Regions from separate parts of the Mus musculus genome. Here all the other regions are linked to region 3. The links are chromatin contacts, called in public HiCAR-type and promoter capture Hi-C maps. All regions are on one chromosome and are shown on one strand. Each heading gives the region's core, a stretch centred on a gene start, on an enhancer-like site or on the middle of the called end of the contact. The rest is flanking DNA. Distances are from core to core; before and after follow the strand shown.

Region 1 (3,104 bases), core at 148-2,647, 2.7 Mb after region 3:
TTTAACTTTTCCTATTAGTAAAACAAGTAGGAATCACATCATAGGATTGCCCTGAGGATTGTACTAGTTTAAATAGCAGAAAACAGCTCTGTATGTGTTAGCTATTATTGCTAGAAAACATTGCTCTTCTTCAACCAGCCAAATTAAGTAAGTTGAGGGTGGGGTGGGGGTGGCAGAGTTACTCCGGGGAATACCAAATGCAATGTTTTGCATCAGCCCGGTTTTGAAAGATAAGAGCGCCCCCTCGGCACTGCGCCCTGCCCACTGAATCATTTACTACCTCTAGTCCTGATGACTCAAACCAGAACCAAGCCAGAAAATGAAACTAGAGTTTCCTGTCTTTTACTTCCTACAGTTCCGCCAGGCTGTAGACAATAGGCACTCGCCAAATCTCTTATTTTACCGGAGAAAAGAAAATTGCATCTCTCTTGGTTACACCCCTAAAAACCACCCTAGACCCCTACCTAGTATCTGTCACTAACTCATTTTATTCAAATCCTCTGAGCCTTTAATTCTGTTCTGTGCAATCCAGGAAGCACGAACTAGAGCAAAAAGGAGACAAGGAATTGCCATCACCACATCCATAATTGATATCTTTCCCGGAGAGAGATCAAGATGGCCTAGGTTGGCATTAAATAACTACTCTCCGAAGTCTCCAGACACGTATCACCGTCAGTCACAACAAGCCGTGGCTTAGGTTTAGGACGATTCCCAAACCCAGAGAAATTGCGTTTCCCCGTGTTTAACGTTGGGATAGAATGACGCAGCATGCTAAAGTGCGTGTCTGGAATAACGGAGTGTGACACAGCTGTCAACTGTCCCTGGGCCTGTCATTCTTGGGGATCCAGGTGATGCTCGCCCTTTCCCTGGCAGGTGAGCCGCCGAGCGGAGAGCCCTCACCGCAGCAGTCAGCGTTGTCCCGACACTACGGTCCCAGTACAAGCCTCAACCCACGATCGCTCCCGGTGTCCGGTGCCCCGTGCATGTGTCACGGAGGAGACGGCGGGATGCCGTGTCCACACTCGGATTCCGGTCCGGGAACAGTGGTATCCCGATGTCCCTGAGCCCGCAGTCGCCAGGACTCACCCCGGTGGTAGTAAGCGCTTTGCTCCGACTTGTGTCCCCTGACGGACGCCGTCCGGTTCCCGGAGCCGCCACAGGCAGAGGGCGGGGTCAGCCCGCGGCCGTTTCCGCGAGAACGACTGCAGGGGCGGGGCGTCCGAGTGCTGCGAGCTGGGGCTGTTGGGCTCTTAATGTCACACACGCAGACCTATGGCTGGCTGTGGGAGTGGCTGGCTGGGGTTGGGGTGTGGCTCACCTCACGTGCTGGAAGCCCCCAGGTTGATTTCCACCCAGCTCTGCACAAATCGGTCGGGGTGCACCCCTGTAGTTCCAGCCCTGCGAGGTGGAGGCAGGAGGACCACAAGTTCAATGTCATACTGGAGAACTTAAGGAATTCGGGGTCACTCTGGGACAGATACCTGATCTCAAGGGTGTTAAAAATACACTTAAAGAATAATCGTGGGGGGTGTGGCCGGGGTACTCCTGGGTTTGCCTCCTTTGCAGCCTTGGGTCAGAACTGAACAATGTTGTGAGCCAATCAGATTTAGCAGCCACTCATTGCCAATAACTAGCCTTGTGTGTGGAGGAATTCGTTCTTCTTTGTCCCTGCAAGAAACCCCATCCTGTGAGCAGTAGCCAGAACATGTCAACACTGGGTGATTGGCCGCTTATTCTGTGCTGGAGTTTACTACAGGGAACGCTTCCTTAGGAAACAGTTTAGACACTGATGCTCAGTTCTGAGCAGAGTAGATGGTCAATAAGCACTGAGCTGCATAGTCAGGGCGCTGCACTGCTGACGGTTTGCCCCGTATTTGTACGAACAAACTTAAATAAAACTGTAGGGCGCTGAGAATGGCTGACTGAGCTACCTAGTTTTGATGTCCTAATGGCCTCAAGGTTATGTTCTTTTCTAGATATTAGCCATGTTTGTTTTTAAAGGACATGTTTGACATAGCCATTTGGTCTTTTTCTCTGGCTGTGTGTTTTATTTTGTTTTGAACTTGTATTTTATTTTTTTAAAGCCTCTTAGCAGCAACCTCGTGTTCTGATTCGTTACTTTTTCTCCTTCCTCATGTCCATTTTCTAATTTTGATTAACTCCTCAAGATTCTACTTTAATAGCTGGAGTTAACCCTTGATGTATGTTGTCTTAGCTCTGTTGTTATTACTAGGTGTGGTAGGCTTCTCACTACACTTTCTGGGGTTTGTAAGAGATAGGGTGTGGAGAGCTTTTGGAGCCCGTTTCTAGAAACTTTGCAGGAATTAAACATTGGGCCAGGACACAGAAGTAAGCTCAGGCAGGAATATCGTTTTGGGCTAGAGCAAAGAAGTAGGCTTCAGTCAAGAATGTGACTTTGGGCTAGGAGAGGGAAGTAGGCTCAGATATCTTGGTCATCTTGATAAGCCCCTGCCTGGAAACATTGATCACAGGACTTTGTTCCTTGACTGTTTGTGTTTATAGTCCTGCTTGTCCTTGACCCAGAACTGATATTATTTTGCATGTACTTAAACTGGTATCAAAGCAGACTGGAAAAACATTATAAGCCTGACTCAGCCTCAGAACTCGCTGGGGTCATGCCACAGTGTTGTCTTGTTGTCTTTTTTCTTTTTAATTCCGACTCCCTCCCTGGAGAACCTGTTGACTGACGGAGCTGGCTTGGTCAATAGGGAATCTGCCATACACATTCCCAACCCTACTGTAATGCCTCTAAAGAAGGGCTCCCCAGGCTTCGGTTGAGTGCTACATTATTCAAAATGAAGAGCAGTTGAGTTATCTTCAGTTTTGCCTGAGTTGACCCCTTCTTTACAGAGTTAAAATAATAAATTCACCTCAGAGCTGGATGCATTCCAAGGTGTGGGAATAGCTAGTACAAAATCCCGGAGCTGCTGAGAGCAACTGTGTGCTCTGAAAATAAAGATCAGCATGCTGAGGCTGATGGGTGGGAGGAAGAGGGGATGACAGCTTGGAAGTGAGGTCCTTTAGGAGTGCAGATAGGAGGAGGAAACAGACTTGGCCAGAGCCTGGGAGAAAAGTCAGGAAAA
Region 2 (2,875 bases), core at 126-2,625, 2.6 Mb after region 3:
CTCACTGTGCAAACCTAAGGCTAGGTCCCAATTACCATATGGACAATGTAAGATGAGCTAACTTGAACTAACTCTGTAGCATTTTTGGACCTTTTTTGCCTCATAATTCTTTGTCAGGGCATCTTTTCCCCTCCTTATAGGTCCTTTGCGTATATATCTCCGTTTCTGGTTTTGCATTTTTATAAGCTTTCTGTGTGTATAAGCAGGTATGTCTCTTTCTATATGTGTTTCTTGAGCTTTTTCTTTGGCACTTTTTTCTTCTCTTTGTTTTGTCTTATTCTGATGTTTGTTTTTATTTTGCCTATCGCCTTCGTCGTCATCATCGTATGTTTGTACCCTAAATAAGAAAGAGAAAAAACGGTGTGGATTTGGGTGGAAGGGGAAGTGTTGGAGGATCTGGGAAGAGTTGTGGAACGAAACTGTAACCAGAATATGAAAACAAAAAAGTTTTGTGTATTTTTTGTTTTTGTTTTTTGTTTGTTTTTGAGACAAGGTTTCTCTGTGCAGCTCTGGATATTCTGAAACTCACTCCACAAATCAGGCTTGCCTCGAATTCAGATCTGACTGCCTCTGCCTCCCTCGAGCTGGAATTAAAGAAGTGAGCCGCCACCTCCCATCTTGAAAAAAGTTATTTTCACTTAAAAAAATTAAAATGTCATGTTTCTAATAATAATAATAACAGAATAAGAAAAACACCACTCCCTAGGACTGCAGACAAGGCAAAGGTGATAAGGTTGTCAGTAACTGCGTTCAGCGAGTGTTTACTACTTACAGAGCAACCAGATTGCACTGAGAACTACAACTCACGTTAGGTTTGTGCCCTCCTCGGGTAGCATTAGAATTAGAAACGCGGCTTCCCGCGCTTCAGCCCCTCGCAGGCTGGATAAGTATCTCGTGAATGACCGGTTCCTGCTACACACCCGTAAAGCTCCCAAAGGCGGTTGGGGAAAAAGAATCCCAGACCTAAGCCTGAAGGCACATAGCAACACTGAGCGAGGCGTCGGGTACCTAGAGAAGCGAGCTGTAGCACCAAGGAGCGGAGGGGCGGGACTTATAGGTGGCTTTCTGGAAAGAAGGGGGAGGTACTGTAGGCGTGGCTTAGCACATTTTCGTGAGGGTGGAGCTTAAAGGAGGGGCGTGGAATAAATGTGGTGTCTTGGAAAGAGGTGCGGATGGAAGGCGGAGCTTAACTGGATGAGCGAGCGGAGGGTGGGGCTTTGAGGTTCAGGCCCTTAGAGGGGAAAGTAGGCGGGGAATTAAATGGCTGGCCTGAATAGGCGGAACTTAGAGTCACGGAGGCGGGGCCGTTGTATTGCGTTTTCTACAAAGGTGTCCCTTTTCTCTTGCCGTAGTGAGAAGCCGGAAGTTCCTATGAGGCGTGCTTTAGAGTTCCGGGACAGTGCCGGCACCATGTGGGAGCTGATCTGAGGAGTTGTTAGCTGTCTAATCCTGCTGATATTCCGAGTTCAGGGTGAGGAGGAGCACGGTGCGGCTAGGCGCGGCCGTGACTTGGAACGGGTGGCCGGGTGGGCCGTGAGGTCGTGGTGCAGAGCTGGGGAAAGCTGGTGCTGCGGAGGCGTAGTTAACGCAATTGCTGTGGTGGGTCCTGGAGGGTCGGGGAAGCAAGTTTCTGTGTCCTCGAAAGGACTGAGCGCTGTATTGCCAGAGCATGAGCCCTGGCCTGCCATCTGTTAAGGCGCCTGACGTTTCCTAAAAACTTTTCACGCTGTTCGTTCTTAGCCGGTGTTTTGAGACATCCGCCTCCGTGCAAGATGACGTCCTTAGCCCAGCAGCTCCAGCGACTCGCCCTCCCTCAAACTGATCCCAGCCTCCTATCGAGACGTGAAGTTGCCTCTCTGTTATTTGACCCCAAGGAGGCGGCCACAATCGACAGGGACACCGCCTTTGCCATCGGTGAGCCACCTTTCACTTAGCAAAGCTCCCAGAGCATGATATCGGGGAGTTGGGGGGGGGGGAGGTTCTGTATTTTCTTGCCCCCCCCCCCGTTCGCTTCCCGAGCAGTACCTTGTTTTCTTGGTAAGGGGGTGGGAAACAGCAATACTGCTAGATGTGTGAATGTATTTATAAATAATGGTATCTGAAATTTCACAAACTAACTAATATGTAAAAAGGAAGAAAAGTAAAGAAACCGAGACAATGACTGTGGTGTGAGAGGAGACTTTCAGAACTAGATGTAGTTTTAATGACTAAAAAGAAGGGCTCGGGTGGAGTTCTTGTCATGAAGTACTTTCTTTTCTCCTAGTGAGTGGGGGTCAGATTTATCCTATATGTTAACAACTAAAGCCAGTGTTTGAGAGTGTCTAACACATGGTAACAGAGTTCATGAGCTTGGGGGTGAGGAGAACAGGAGAGTATCTGTTGGGTTTGCCTACAAAGAAGTTACACGTGACTCTCCTCCTAGGATGCACTGGCCTGGAGGAGCTTCTTGGGATTGACCCTGCCTTTGAACAGTTTGAAGCGCCATTGTTCAGCCAGCTGGCAAAAGGCTTGGAGCGCAGCGTCCAGACCAAAGCAGTGAACAAGCAGCTGGATGAAAACATTTCATCGTTCCTCCTTCACTTGTCTCCTTATTTCCTCCTCAAGCCAGCGCAGAAGTGTCTGGAATGGCTGATTCACAGGTAGCTAAACCTTCATTAGTTGCCAACACTTGGTAAGCTAGATTGCTTTCACAAATTTCAAAGGTTAACATGATGTTTAGAATGTCAAGTGAACATGCTCTTCTTGAATAGGGTGCCATTAGTTCCTGTCTAGTGTGTTTAGGGTTTAGGGGGTTTGTTTGTTTGTTTGTTTGTTTTTTGAGACATGGTCTCAGTGTGTATCTCTGGTTGACCTCAAACTCACAGAAATCTGCCAC
Region 3 (2,721 bases), core at 167-2,666:
CAGCCCCGGGAGAGCGACGGACACCGGTCTCGGGTCTCAGGGGCGTTCGCTTTCATCGCTCCCCGTCCGCCCGCTCGCTACACGCTCCGCGCAAAGGCCCCAGGGCCTGGCCAAGCGGGAGGCGCGGGGACCGGGCGGGAGGAGCTCACAAGACTCCGCGGCTTCCCGGAGCCAGCAGGCCGCGCGCGGCTCTCCGCGGCCTTCCCGCGGGCCTGCTCCTCACGTCAGCCGGAGGTACAAGGTGCTGGACAGAGGAAACGCGCCCACCCCTCAGGCCTCACCGGCCTGGGGCCGTGCCTGACGCCACCGGCAGCCGCCGCCCGCCCGCCCGGGAGCCCGGGGCCCCGGCAGCCACCACAGCTCAGGCCGCGCTGCCGCCGCCGCGGATGCCTCCGCCCTCCCCGCCGCCCAGCCGCCCCGCCGCCGCCGAGCTTTCCCCACCATTATGCTGCGCTCCGTCGCCGCCGCCGCTGCCGCCGCCGCGCCCGGCCCTCCCTCCGGAGCCGCCTCCTTCCCGCCGCCCGGCGCCTCTCGGGCCTCAGCCGGCGACGGGCGCGGGGGGCGGGGGGGACGCAGGCCGCCGCCTCCTCCTCCCCGCCATCTCCTCCCTCCTCCCCGGCTCCCCCCGCTGGCTCAGCGCGGAGGGCTCGGGGCTCGAGGGGCGCCATGTTGGCGGCGGCTTCCACCACAGAAAAAAAAAAAAAAAAATGCCTCGGCGCGCGCCGGGGCGAAACCGGGCGAGGCGGCCGGGGCGTCGCGCGCCGGCTGGAGGCCTGGCCCGCCGCGCGCTCTCGCTCGCTCGTTCGTTCGCTCGCTCACTCACCGCGTCTCCTCAGCCCGACGGCGGCGCGGGGCCTGCGGGGCTGCAGAGGACGCCTGGGGGGCAAAGTTGGCATCCCCCAACCAAGAGGCGGTTCACACGGTGCGGGCGCGGCGGCCGGCCCGGCTCGCGGCCTCCTCGGAGTTCATTGTGTGCGCTTGAGTGTTTCCCCGCGCGGGGCCGGGCCGGGCGAGCGCGGGGCCGGGCCGGGCGAGCGCGGGGCCTGGGCCGAGCTGCGCACGGGGGGCTCTAGCGGCCGGCGCGGGACTTGCGCGGCCCGCGCTGTCTCCCCGCCCCGAGGCCGGGGGAGCCCGCCGCACCCGCTCCTACCTTCCCTCGACCTGTCTCCGGCGCCTCGCTGAGAAATCGGTTTCAGCATATTCTAAGGGGGTCCACACACGAACTCCATGTCAACACACACGTGCGAGCTACGTACGTGCAGGCGCGCTGGAGGCGAGCACCGAGACACGAGGGTAGCATTGTTAGGATCCGGCCAAGCCCGGTGGGCTGCGTTGCAGCTTGCGGTGTGGACCCGCTCGGCACTTTGCTTGGCTCCTAATGGCTCCGTGTTGGACAAGCACTCGCCCGTGTACTACTGACCCGAGTGGGTAAGACGGTATCCCTCGCTTTCCAATCCTGTGCTCAAAAAAAAAAAAAAAGTTGCAAAGACACCCGAGTTCCCCGTCTCAAATATGCACAAGTGGGACGTTTAGAAAGAATGGACCACCCATTATCACTCTGGTTAGAACATTACAAATTGCTGTGAGGAGTAGGTTATCTTTTCTAGTGAGCAATTCTAGATCTAATCAGAGGAGAGCCCTTAAGCTATATGGCTTTAAAAGTCTTGGGGGAAAAGTCAAAGCATATACAGATGTCATACGTTGTCCTAACAACCTTTGCCTGCTAGGAGTTTAAAAGGGGAAACCCATTAGCTAAGATTGCCTGTCCCTATTCTCATTGGATAGATGTACCTGAAAAATCACTGGCGACGCCCCTAGAAATCTAGGGTTCTTATACAAATTATCCATCTGTTTACAGTGCTGATCTCTAAGTTAGAACTTACTTAGAGTAGCATTGAGTTGGCTTTTTGAAGTACACCAGTCAAACGGTCTTTCAAACTGTTAACAGTTCTGCCACTGATACCAGCATCGCAGAGAGAAGTGTTTGCTCTTTTGATGTTTGTTTCTGGCTTCCCCCCGCCCCCACTTCTAAGATCATGAAGTATTTATAATTCATTTAAATAATAAAATATGGCATGGCTGGACAGCAAGATTGCTCAGCAAATAAAGCCACTCACCACCAAGCCTGAAAGTCTGAGTTCAAGCCCCAGGACCCACCTGTGTGATGGAATGAAAGAACCAGTTTATTTCAGAAGTCGCCCTTAAACTAGATGGGTGGACTAAAGGATGCCAGGGGAAATCATGCCGTATTGGATTGGACTGCTGGACTGGAAATCACTTCTTTAAGTGAATCACCTCTTTTTTAAAAAAAGGTCTTCTTTCAGCTGTAGAGGAATGCCTACTTCTATATTTCTATGTAGTTTGCAGAAGCTACTCAAGTATGAAAATTTTTCTGTGTGGGGGGGAGGGAAAGAGGGAGGGACACACACACTCACAGAGAGAGAGAGAGAGAGAGAGAGAGAAGGGGGGAGGGAGAGAGGGAGAGAGAAATACAGTTTAGGAAAACAAAGTGACTCCCCCCAGTTATACAGAATAGAAATAGCTTCTATTTTTACATATAACTCTCTTAGATAGCCTATCTATAAGATTTCCTATTTCTTTGCTATAGTTTCCCAGCCCAACAGCTTTATTAACTGCATTTGTCTGTCAACTGGGTGAGTATATGAGGGTGGGTCAGAAGGCCAGTGGCTGGAGGTTGGACGGAGGTTTGGAAGACCAAAG

What was found. Promoter capture Hi-C pulls out the DNA fragments that hold promoters and counts their contacts. HiCAR-type assays count read pairs that join an accessible place to other places.
Region 1: a HiCAR-type map of astrocytes shows a contact between it and region 3, with 3 times the contacts expected there. The contact joins the promoter of Lgals8 here to the promoter of Zmynd11 in region 3. A contact is called at or near these places in 3 of 115 datasets of contacts at active chromatin or transcription factors (astrocytes, large pre-B cells and stem cell-derived neural progenitor cells) and 1 of 9 other capture datasets (liver).
Region 2: a contact with region 3 is called in a promoter capture Hi-C map of embryonic stem cells, with 4 times the contacts expected there. The contact joins the promoter of Heatr1 here to the promoter of Zmynd11 in region 3. A contact is called at or near these places in 1 of 39 promoter capture datasets (embryonic stem cells), 3 of 115 datasets of contacts at active chromatin or transcription factors (astrocytes, memory CD8 T cells and thymic regulatory T cells) and 1 of 9 other capture datasets (adipose tissue).

The regions. Positions count from the first base shown.
Region 1 is chr13:12,460,341-12,463,444 of GRCm38.p6, forward strand. It overlaps Lgals8 (lectin, galactose binding, soluble 8), which reads right to left and starts at 1,398. Exons shown (of 10, transcript NM_001199043.1): 1 at 901-1,398.
Region 2 is chr13:12,394,000-12,396,874 of GRCm38.p6, forward strand. Heatr1 (HEAT repeat containing 1) reads left to right here and starts at 1,376. Exons shown (of 45, transcript NM_144835.4): 1 at 1,376-1,471; 2 at 1,741-1,914; 3 at 2,423-2,639. The coding sequence starts at 1,773.
Region 3 is chr13:9,763,905-9,766,625 of GRCm38.p6, forward strand. It overlaps Zmynd11 (zinc finger, MYND domain containing 11), which reads right to left and starts at 1,417. Exons shown (of 15, transcript NM_001199141.2): 1 at 1,151-1,417.